Linked DNA regions of Mus musculus: regions 2 and 3 are each linked to region 1. A link is a contact called in public HiChIP or PLAC-seq data. All regions are on one chromosome and are shown on one strand. The core of a region is the stretch at or near the end of the contact, and the rest is flanking DNA. Distances in the headings are between cores, read along the strand shown.

Evidence for each region. HiChIP or PLAC-seq counts read pairs in DNA pulled down with a chosen protein or histone mark.
Region 2: a contact with region 1 is called in an H3K27ac HiChIP or PLAC-seq map of the NIH/3T3 cell line, with 2.7 times the contacts expected there. The contact joins the enhancer-like site here to the promoter of Mrps10 in region 1. A contact is called at or near these places in 3 of 39 promoter capture datasets (cranial neural crest, embryonic stem cells and liver), 3 of 484 Hi-C or Micro-C datasets (CD4 T cells, embryonic stem cells and nephron progenitors), 11 of 115 datasets of contacts at active chromatin or transcription factors (the NIH/3T3 cell line, the SCID.adh cell line, acute myeloid leukemia and 5 more) and 4 of 9 other capture datasets (adipose tissue, embryonic stem cells, liver and 1 more).
Region 3: an H3K4me3 HiChIP or PLAC-seq map of bone marrow-derived macrophages shows a contact between it and region 1, with 3 times the contacts expected there. The contact joins the enhancer-like site here to the promoter of Mrps10 in region 1. A contact is called at or near these places in 6 of 115 datasets of contacts at active chromatin or transcription factors (the SCID.adh cell line, bone marrow-derived macrophages, embryonic forebrain and 2 more) and 2 of 9 other capture datasets (adipose tissue and pancreatic islet).

What each region holds. Positions count from the first base shown.
Region 1 is chr17:47,367,234-47,370,583 of GRCm38.p6, forward strand. It overlaps Mrps10 (mitochondrial ribosomal protein S10), which reads left to right and starts at 1,654. Exons shown (of 7, transcript NM_001146212.1): 1 at 1,654-1,721. The coding sequence starts at 1,674.
Region 2 is chr17:47,163,175-47,166,524 of GRCm38.p6, forward strand. It overlaps a transcript of Trerf1 not described here. Among named protein-coding and RNA genes, the nearest start is that of Gm36715, 8.3 kb to the left of the region's middle. Within about 2 kb of position 1,602, at least 9 of the 459 cell types and tissues checked have an H3K27ac peak or open chromatin away from gene starts, as enhancers often do.
Region 3 is chr17:47,212,765-47,216,114 of GRCm38.p6, forward strand. It overlaps a transcript of Trerf1 not described here. Among named protein-coding and RNA genes, the nearest start is that of Trerf1, 16 kb to the right of the region's middle. Within about 2 kb of position 1,502, at least 45 of the 459 cell types and tissues checked have an H3K27ac peak or open chromatin away from gene starts, as enhancers often do. A contact at or near this core is called in adipose tissue and bone marrow-derived macrophages, where this site is marked.

The DNA of each region.
Region 1 (3,350 bases), core at 404-2,903:
TCTGTGAGCATAAGATTAGGTATCCTAAGTGAGAGTCATTCCCTAGTTAGGGGTGCAGTAGACTCCCTGAGCTGAGACCACCCAGAAGGACTGGAGGCTGGGTGAGAAGCCATCATGAAGGACCATACGGAGAGATGGATGCAAAGTCTAGAGGTAGTAAAGAGATTAAGGTTGGGGTACTGTCAGAACAGATCATTGGCTGAGAGGGGCCACCAGAGCTAATTCTGAGGACACTTCTGGGTTGCCTGTGCAGGTAGGGCATAGCCAAATCCAGCCACACACTAGTTAAAGATTCTGTTTCCATATAGAGATCACATATAGGCCCGCCTGAGGGGCAGGAAAGTGGTCCATATTCATAAATCTCTCATCAGTTGTGCCATCTGGACATTCTACCCTTTGCTTAGTTCTCTGGCCTGCCAAATAAGAATTAATGCCTGCTTGTGGGAGACCCAGCTTTACATTGGCATGATGGTTTATGGAGATATAGTATTGGCTAGTTTTGTGTGTCAACTTGACCCAAGCTGGAGTCACTGGAGAGGAAGGAGCCTCAGTTGAAGACATATCTCCATACGATCCAACTGTAAGGCATTTTCACAACTGCTGATCTGTGGGGGAGGGCCCAGCCTACTGTGGGTGCTGCCATTCCTGGGTTGGTAGTTCTGGGTTCTATTAGAAGGCAGATTGAGCAAGCCATGGGAAGCAAGCCAGTAAGCAGGACCCCTCCATGGCCTCTGCATCAGCTCCTGCCTCCAGATTCCAGCTCTGCTTGAGTTCCTGTCCTGACTTCCTCCAGTGATGGACTGTGATCTGGAAGTGCAAGCCAAATAAACCCTTTCCTCCCCAGCTTGCTTTTTGATCATGTTGTTTTGTAGCAGCAATAGAAACCCTTACTAAGACATATACTTTGTTTCATTCGCATTAAGTTGACCCTTATTCATTTTCCCAACAACCTCTTAAGGCCCAGGATGTAGAAGAGATGTCACAAATTCAGGATGACATTTATCATGTAGCATTTTAATCTCATTTAATCCTCTACTGCAAGTATGATTTGTTCTCATCTCTACTTGGCAAGTGAAAGAAAAAAAAAAAAAAAAAGGGGGTTCAAAGTACGGAAGAAATTTGATCAAGTCACCCACCTAAATAGAAACCAGAGCGCCTAAGTGTGGAGCTTCCATTATGCTAAATTGCATGGGAAGGCATTTTGAAAAACACAATTTAGAAAAATCCATTAACAAGCCTGGCATTCCGATGGTGTGAACAAAGTTTAAGAATGAAACGCCTTTTGCAATAAGGTAAAATGTTAGAATTTGGACTCAGTAGCAGCAGCAACTTCCTTCCCAAGTATTTCTGTTGTGTTTGTCTCTAAGCAAACAGAACCACCCAAGACAAATAGGATCTTAGGATAGACAGCGTATAGATAGAACCTGGGAGTTTATCCAGACGGCGGAAGCGACGCATCCACTCAAAACCTTAAATGAATGAGTGAATAATAAATAAGTAAATAAATAAGAAAATAGAAAATTTAAAATATAATTTTAAAAAAATTCAAGGAGCACCGTCTCTATGGTTGTTTCAGTGTCGGAACACAGGAGACACTCTTTCCTTTTCGAACTCTATGGTTCGCGAACAATGCTGTGACCCCGGAAGCGGTCCTGGGCGATCAGGGCACCAAGATGGCGGCGCGCGCAGCGTGTGTGGCTCTGTGCCGGCGCCTGCAGCAGGTAAAGGGGTGGGCGTGGGGTCCCGGCTGCCGACGGCGCCGTCATCGTCGAGTCTCGCTGCCACCCTCTGCCCGACCCGTACGGAGTCATCCTCCGTTGGAGGAAGTTATTAGAAAGTGACAAGAAAAGGGCAGGTTTTTCTCTCGAGGGACCCTACATAAATTGGCAAGACGGGAGCGAGAACCGTAAGACGTCAGAGCAGGAAGGATGAGGAAAACGCGTTCAGAGCCCTCCCTCCACGGTAGAGAGGGCCATGGAAACCGTGAGCTCAGAGAAGACAACGCTGGTCTCGGATTCTTAGGAACCGAGCCAGCAAACGCTGGGTCACATAAAGCCCCGGTGCAGCCCCACTGGGACGCCCTGCTCGCCTCCACGGCTGAGGAGGTGACCCGAGAGCTCCCAGGTCAGGGGAATGGGTCAGATCTCCCTCGAGAGGGTCTTTGAAAAAGGAAAACTTGCCTGGAGTTCGCATGGCATGAATCACAGCACTGGGGAAAGGAGGCAGGCGGACGAACTTCTGGGTTCGAAGACAGCCAGGTTATGTATTGAGATCCTATCACAAAAATAATTTAAATTAAAAACAAAAAAACCAGGCTGTTCTCAAGAACTTTGGTCTTGAAACTTTTGTGACTCTTCTCAATGGTCATTTAGTAGTTTTGAAAATAATGCTCAGAACTGGGTCAGATGGCTGACCCTGAAATAGCATTACTTGTAAAACCTGGCTTGCATATTGAGGCCCTGTCCCAAAATAAACGAATTCTTTAAAAAAGGAAGAGCTGACACTGTGGCTCGGTTGCTCAAGGGCCTAATGCCTAAAGCTGGCCCTGTCGGCCCCACAGCAGCATGTAACCCAGAGGTGGTGGCCCACACCTGTAATACCAGCCCTTGAGAGGCCAAAGCAAGAGGCGCACGCCTTTAATCCCAGCACTCGGGAGGCAGAGGCAGGCGGATTTCTGAGTTCAAGGCCAGCCTGGTCTACAAAGTGAGTTCCAGGACAGCCGGGGCTACACAGAGAAACCCTGTCTCGAAAAAAAAAAGGATCAAAGATTCCAAAAAGTTTGTTTTTCATACTAGAGATTGAACCCAGGGCCTTGCTTACACCAGACAAGGGTTCTGCCACTGAAGCCCATTTGTAGCCTTCTGTGGGACTCGAGTGGTCTGCTAGGGTTGCCGAGCCATCACTCCAGCCTCGATATCGTCCCAGGTTAGTTAACACTTTAGAAAGCCTGCTTTCCAAAGCAGAAGCAAATTTGAAGAAGAGTAAGCCTGGGACGCAGCCTTCCAGCAAAGGCAGCTTTTCTCTCGTTAGTTTTCGCATACCATCTTTTACTAGATGGTACAACCCACGCAGCTCTGGAAGACTCCACTGAACACCAAATGGAGAATGAGAGCAGAAAAGTCTTGAGTAATGTCATGGTGAGTTTTGGTTTCAGGCCTCCCGAGAGTATCTTAAGAATTCATGGGCAGCCCTGGCCCACACTTGTATAATCACTTACCTTAGGAAAAATATCAAGCCGGGCGTGGTGGTGGTGTACACCTTTAATCTCAGCACTTGAGAGGCAGAGGCAGGTGGATTTCTGAGCTCGAGGCCAGCCTGGTCTACAAAGTGAGTTCCAGGATAGCCAGGGC
Region 2 (3,350 bases), core at 352-2,851, 200 kb before region 1:
AAATCTTGGCTTAACACTTTAGATTTAGTATCTTTTTTTTTTAATGATTCATTTATTTTATGTATGTGAGTGAGTACACTGTCCCTGTCTTCAGACACACCAAGAAGAGGGCATCAGAGCTCTTTACAGATGGTTGTGAGCCACCATGTGGTTGCTAGGAATTGAACTCCGAACCTTTGAAAGAGCAATCAGTGCTCTTAACCTGCTGAGCCATCTCTCCAGCCCAACACTTTAGTTTTAGTTTTTTGTTTGAAATAGGATCTTATGTAGCCAAGGCTGCCCTCAAATTTTCTGTGTAGGTAAGAGCACCCCGGAACCCCTTTAACTCCCTGATTTAGCTTCCCTCATGCTGGGATTACAGCCCTGGGTCACCTTATCTAGTCTCTCTAGTGTTTTGATAGCTTCTTTCTGCTTAGACCCCCTCCGTGCCAACTCTGCACACCGAGTGCCAGGGAAAGAAAAGAGCAGTCTCTGCGCCTGCTTTCTTTCTTTTTCATGTCTCGGAGACCCCCATAGCACTAAACTAAATGAAATTTTTTTTTTAGATTTATTTCTTTTTAATATATGTGTGTGTTTGGCCTGCATGTATATATGTGCATCATGTGCATGTACACAGGTCAGAAGAGGGTGCAGTATCCTTCAGAACTGGAGTTATGGATGGTCGTGAGCTGCCCTGTGACTACTGGGAATGGAATCTGGAGCTCTACAGGAGCAGCCAGTGCTCTTGACCACTAAGCCACCACTCCAGCCCTGAGCTCTAGTCAGGTGTCTACGTCTGTGCTTCTCAAGGCTTACTTTGCTGGTTTCCCGTTACCTGTGTGCTTCCTGTCGTTGTGTCCCCCCCCCCCACCCCCCCCCCCCCCCCCCCCGCACACACCACATCCTGCAATCCCGAGGGAGGAAACAGTAGTACTGAGATGTGCCTCGCATGCTGCGCTGTCTCCTCCAGACACCTGAGTCCTTGTATACCTCACAAAGCTACCAGCAATGCACATTTCATCCCTCTTATAGGATGGTTAGTGTAATACAAGCTGCATCGTAAGAGCCGGAAGTGCTTTTATGCCCTTTAACTTTGATATTTAGGGGCATTTGCCAGGTTTCCAGAAGTTCTTCATTAGGGGACCAGCAAGATGGCTCAGCAGGTGAAAAGTGCCTGTCCCTTGTCACCAAGCCTGACAACTGGAGTTTGATCCCTGGGACCCACACAGTGGAAGTGGGGGCGGGGAGGGGGGGGGGACTGATTCCCAAACATGCATTTTAGCATCTGCATAATTATGCTCTCACATACAAACTAAAAAAAATGTTAAAATTAGTCCTTCATTACGGGTTGGAGAGCTGGCTCAGTGGGTAGGAGCACTCACTACACAAGCCTGTGGATCTCAAAGTTCAAATCCCCAACATCCAGGAGCAAAGCTAGGCATGAGTGGTCATGACTGTAATCCCAGTGTTGGGAAGGGAGACAGGTGGGTCCTGGGAGTTTCCTGGCCAGCCAGTCAGCTAACAAAACACAAGCCTAGGGTTCTGTGATAGACCCTGTCCTAAAGGAGTAAGGTGGAGATTGACCTTGGTGGGAGCCTGAAGTCTTTCTCTGGCTTCTGCATACTGCGCTTGCCAGCACACAGACAGGCACACCCATACTGATGCAGCTCACACGTACATCCTCTCCGCCTTAATATATTTGAAAATGGTCATAATATTTCCTGCTTGCCAGACATCCTTTCCACGGTGAATGCTCTAGGCTTTACATTCTCCTAAGAGTTCTAGGGTTGTTTTGAAGAGGGGCGACTGGAAGCAGGAGGGGTTAAGTTACCTGCTTAACCCTTGCTGTCTTAAGTCACACAGATGAGTGTGAGCTGAGCTGAGCTGAGCTGAGCTGAGCTGAGCTGGGTCTGGAGTCTTACTGCGAACTCTCATTCTCTGTCATTTGAAACTCCATGTTCTCATTTGACATTGCTTCCTTGCTGCCGCTTCTAGCTTATTGGAGGGCTTCCCCATTATTTCTTGGGCTCCTGATCGTTCTTGCTGTCTCTCTGCAAACAGGATCCCACGCATTCCAAGCTGGCCTTGCTCTGATCTCTTTCCCTGCCTCCACAGGTGTGTGCAGCCACATCTGGTTATGTGGTTCTGGGGCAAAACCCAGGATTTCACTGGTGATGCCAGACAAGCACCACCAACTAAGCTACATCCCATCCCGTTTGCTCTCTACTAATTCCCTTATTTGGGCACCCCCCCCCCCCCCACACACACACACAGAGTAGATGGTAGATGGAGACGAAAGTGGAGACAATTTGGGAAAGGAGTTTCTAGAAGGTTCCAGCACAGGAGTTGTTGTTGGCATTAACCCTGACCACATTTGGCTGCCTGGTAGCTTGTCGCGTGTCTGTTTTGGGGGTTCTGGCATGATTAAGTGACGGGGGAATTTCAGCTCCCTTCCCTGGGTCTGACTGGCACGTGCTGGCTGGGCCCTTGCCGTTGCAGTTTAGTGAGAAAGGAGAATTCCAGCGTTCTTTCCTCCTGTCTGCCTCAGGTCAGGATAACGAGGTTGACATATAGGGCTCACCCCAGTTGGATTGATTACCTGGCAGCCCTCGAACAGCAGGTTGAAGCCGTTAAGCTTTGATTCTGTGAACTGGCTGTCTCCCTGTTTCTCGTCTGCTTACTCTAGTTCCTGGGTACCACATCCTCATGTTCTTACTATTAATTCGGCTTCCCTTTCCTTCCTCCCTCTCTTCCTTTGTATTGACTGTGAATTTTACAGATCTTAATTATCTCGTTTTGTTTGTTTGTTTTTGGTTGTGTGTGTGTTAGCTTGCTGTGAGGTAGGGTCATATCCCAGGCTATCCTGGAACTCACTATGTATCTGAGGATGATCTTCCTGCTTCTACTTTCCAAGTGCTGGGATTCCAGACCTACACGACCATGTCCAGCTTACTTGAAGATACGTGCTCTGATAGACAGGGTGGCACATGCCTGAAATCACTTGGGAGGTTGGACGCAGGAGGATGACGAGTTCAGGACTAAACTGGCTACATTGTGAGACTTGGTCTCAAAGACAAAGTCAAAAAACAAAATAGCCGGGCGTGGTGGCGCACGCCTTTAATCCCAGCACTTGGGAGGCAGAGGCAGGCGGTTTTCTGAGTTTGAGGACAGCCTGGTCTACAGAGTGAGTTCCAGGACAGCCAAGACTACACAGAGAAACCCTGTCTCGAAAAACCAAAACAAACAAACAAACAAACAAAAACCAAAAACCAAAATATTCTATTGATTAAATAAAAGATTGTCTTTTGCTTTTAGTCTAAAAATGCTATTTAAAAGTTCTTATGTCTTAGAAAAATGGCTGTTAGTTGGTA
Region 3 (3,350 bases), core at 252-2,751, 150 kb before region 1:
GGCTGCCTTCAGCCCCTGTTCCAGAGAGGTGTATTTGTAAAATAAGGGCAGTCTTTGGGCTGGACCTAGCCAGTCTCTAAGAAGATGCCAGGCGAAGCTGATTTCTGACTCTCTCTTCATTCAGCAGAGAGGTTCAGATTTCATTTTCATGGGTGATTCAGTGGCTAAGGATGGCAGGGCCTTGTACCTGGGTGGGGTGGTTCCAACTAAGTGTTTCACTCTGCCCTGTTTAAAGAAACTGTTTAAAGAAACTGCTCAAAACAGAGAAGGCTGTGGGGAGCAGGAAGTGGGGAAGACAAACCCCATCTTCAGGATGCTTCTAGGCCAAAAGAGGGGCAAGACCCCTGCTGCAGGGACCCACTTCTGTCTTGGGGAGCGCCCCATTGGAGTGGAAGACAAAGTTCTCCTGAGAGAGACTCAGTCTGATGGCTAAGGCCTAGGGAGAGACACCTGATGCTCTCGAAGTCTGATGGATCCATATTCACAGGGACTCCCAGGCTGACGGGGGAAACAGACCTTGTTCCTGCAACTGGATGGAAGAGTGTGGAGCCTTCCTTCTTTTCAACGCCACCCGATGATGGATGATCCAAGACAGGGCCCTCAAGGGAGCAGGCAGGAAGAGCAAGGTGTGCTGAAGCACGCCACCTTGGATCCCAGCACCTTGGGGGCAGTGGCAGGCAGATCTCTATGAGTTCAAGGCTAGCATGTCTGCAGAGTGAGTTCCAGTTCACCATATAGCTGAGACCCTGTCTTGAAAAAGACTAAATACAGAAGAAAAGGAAAGGAAAGGAAAGGAAAGGAAAGGAAAGGAAAGGAAAGGAAAGGAAAGGAAAGGAAAGGAAAGGAAAGGAAAGGAAAGTTAAAGCAGCCATTGAGGGGTGCAGGCTCTGAGCACCTCGATGACTTGGCTTCTGTAGGCCGCACTCCATCATGACGTGTGTGAAATCTGTGCTCTCTTTAATGGTATGACTTCAGAATCATAAAAATACTTAAACAGTGTTTGTTGTGTGCATGCATGTGCACGTGTGCGTGCATGCGTGTGTGCATGCATGCATGTGCGTGTGTGCGTGTGTGTGTGTGTGTGTGTGTGTGTGTGTGTGTGTGTGTGTGTGCGTGTGTGTAGGTGAGAAAACAACACACAGGAGTCAGGAACCAATTGTAGAGGTCGGGCCATCAGACATGGCGGCGAGCTGAGCCACCTTACCGGCCCTGCTGTTGGTCATGTTTCGCATCTATAACTGAGGGCCGAGGCCGATTCTTTGGCTGGACTCTTCATGCTGAGAGCTATGAGAAGATGGTTTGCAGTTGGGTAAGAGTCAGGGGCTTCAGAAATGTGGCTGCGGTTCCCTGGCCTTTTTCTGTATCAGAGGCAGACAGATCCTTTAGGGCTCTCACTGTCGAGGTCAGAATGTACGAATCTTGTAGGAAGGACCTTAGACACCACCCAGCCTGATGTTCCCATTTCACTCTGGGGATTCAGAGAAGGGGAAGGTTTTTCTCAGTAACGCTGAGAGGCCGTGCTGAGCTCAAGGCCTGGCTCCCAAACCTGGTTCCCCTTATTGCTCAGCACAGGCTGAGCCTGGTGATATCAGTGGTCGGGGAGGCTGTGTGGCAGGCTATGCCGAGTCACTCCCCTGCACGATCTATGCCTGGAATAAAGGCTAAACACTGCTGTAACTTCAGGACCCACCGACTCTGGCTCCCACCTCCTCCCCATCATCCCCTGCATCATAATCAGAAATTGCCCTCACTCAGACTACACTAGAGCTTGACATTCCTGCCTCAGGACCTTTGCCCTTGCTTTTCTTTTTGCCTGGAGTATTCCCTCACCCTACCCCACCTCAGATGTCCCATGTGTCCTTTGGGGGGGTGGTTCTAGACAGGGTTTCTCTGTGTAGCCCTGGCTGTCCTGGAACTCACTCTGTAGACCAGGCTGGCCTCGAACTCAGAAATCTGCCTGCCTCTGCCTCCCGAGTGTTGGGATTTAAGGCGTGCGCCACCACGCCCGGCACCCACACGTCCCTTTGAGACTCCTTCCTTGACCCTCCAGGACTAAGTCCGTTTCTTCTGAATCATTCTCTGCCCCTCCACCCCGTGCTGTCTTCTCCAGCGTGTGTATAACCACACAGCTTGCTGTATATTTATTTATCCAGTATGTCTCCTTGTAAATCAGAAACACCGAAGTGTGTTCTCACGGCTACATGTCCCGCATCCAGATCATTCGTGACACACAATAGATGCTCTGTTCTTAATTGTTCAAAGGAAAAGGAGAAGAAGAGAGGGAGGTAGGGAGAAAGAGAAGGAAGGGAGGAAGGGAGGAAGGAAAGAAGTAAGAATAATCACACATTGAACTGCAAGGAGCCCAGGCATTGGTAGACCACTTTCCTAGCATGCTCCGAAGCCCCGGGTTTGATCCTTAGCATTACAGAAGCTAGGTGTAGCTCAGTCTGTAATTCCAGAGCTCTGGCTCTTATCTTTCTGGTGGGGTGGAGTGGGAACGTTCCCTGTCTGATCTTAGCTCTGTCCACTTGTATGGGCTTCACCTGTAAGTGAAAAACTAGGGCTGAATCACTCAGAAGAGTCAGTGTTGGGGCTGGAGAGATGACTCAGCTGTTAAGGGCACTGACTGTTCTTCCAAAGGATGTAGGTTCAATCCTTAGTACCCACATGACCAGTTACAACTGTCTGTCCCTCAATTCCAGGAGATCTGAACCCTTTGTGCCCTTCTGGGGCACACACATAAATGCATACCAAATCAAATAAACAAAATTTTAAGAAAGAAAGAAAGAAAGAAAGAAAGAAAGAAAGAAAGGAAGGAAGGAAGGAAGGAAGGAAGGAAGGAAGGAAGGAAGGAAGGATGAGGCAGTGTTTGCAAGTGCTGAGGCTCTACAAAGACCTACAGCTTGACCTTGGCTTTACCTTACCAAATGATGGGTTGGAGGGTAAATGTGCTGAACACTAGCTGTGTGTCCTGCACCGGGTTCATAGATTTAAAATCCATGAAACCAGATTTCATTTCTGGAAGACAAAGAAGGACCTGAGTCAAAGATGTGGGGGAAACTGTAATGTCTCTGTGTGTGGCAGGCAGAGCAAGGGTTATACAATGAATATCTGCGTGTGTTTAATGTCTCTGTGTGTGGCAGGGCTGGGGGTTATAATACAGTGAATATCTGAATGTATTTGTACTCTTGAAATTGAGAGGTCAGGAGGGGAAGCTGAAAGTTTCCGGGTTCTGATCCTGCCCCCATTTTGGGGTGGCCTTGATCAGTTACTTCCCCTGTTATAGCCTCAGCTTCCTCATTTATGAAGTGAGAATTGGACCAGGTTGTGGGGTAGGGTGTGTGTGTGGG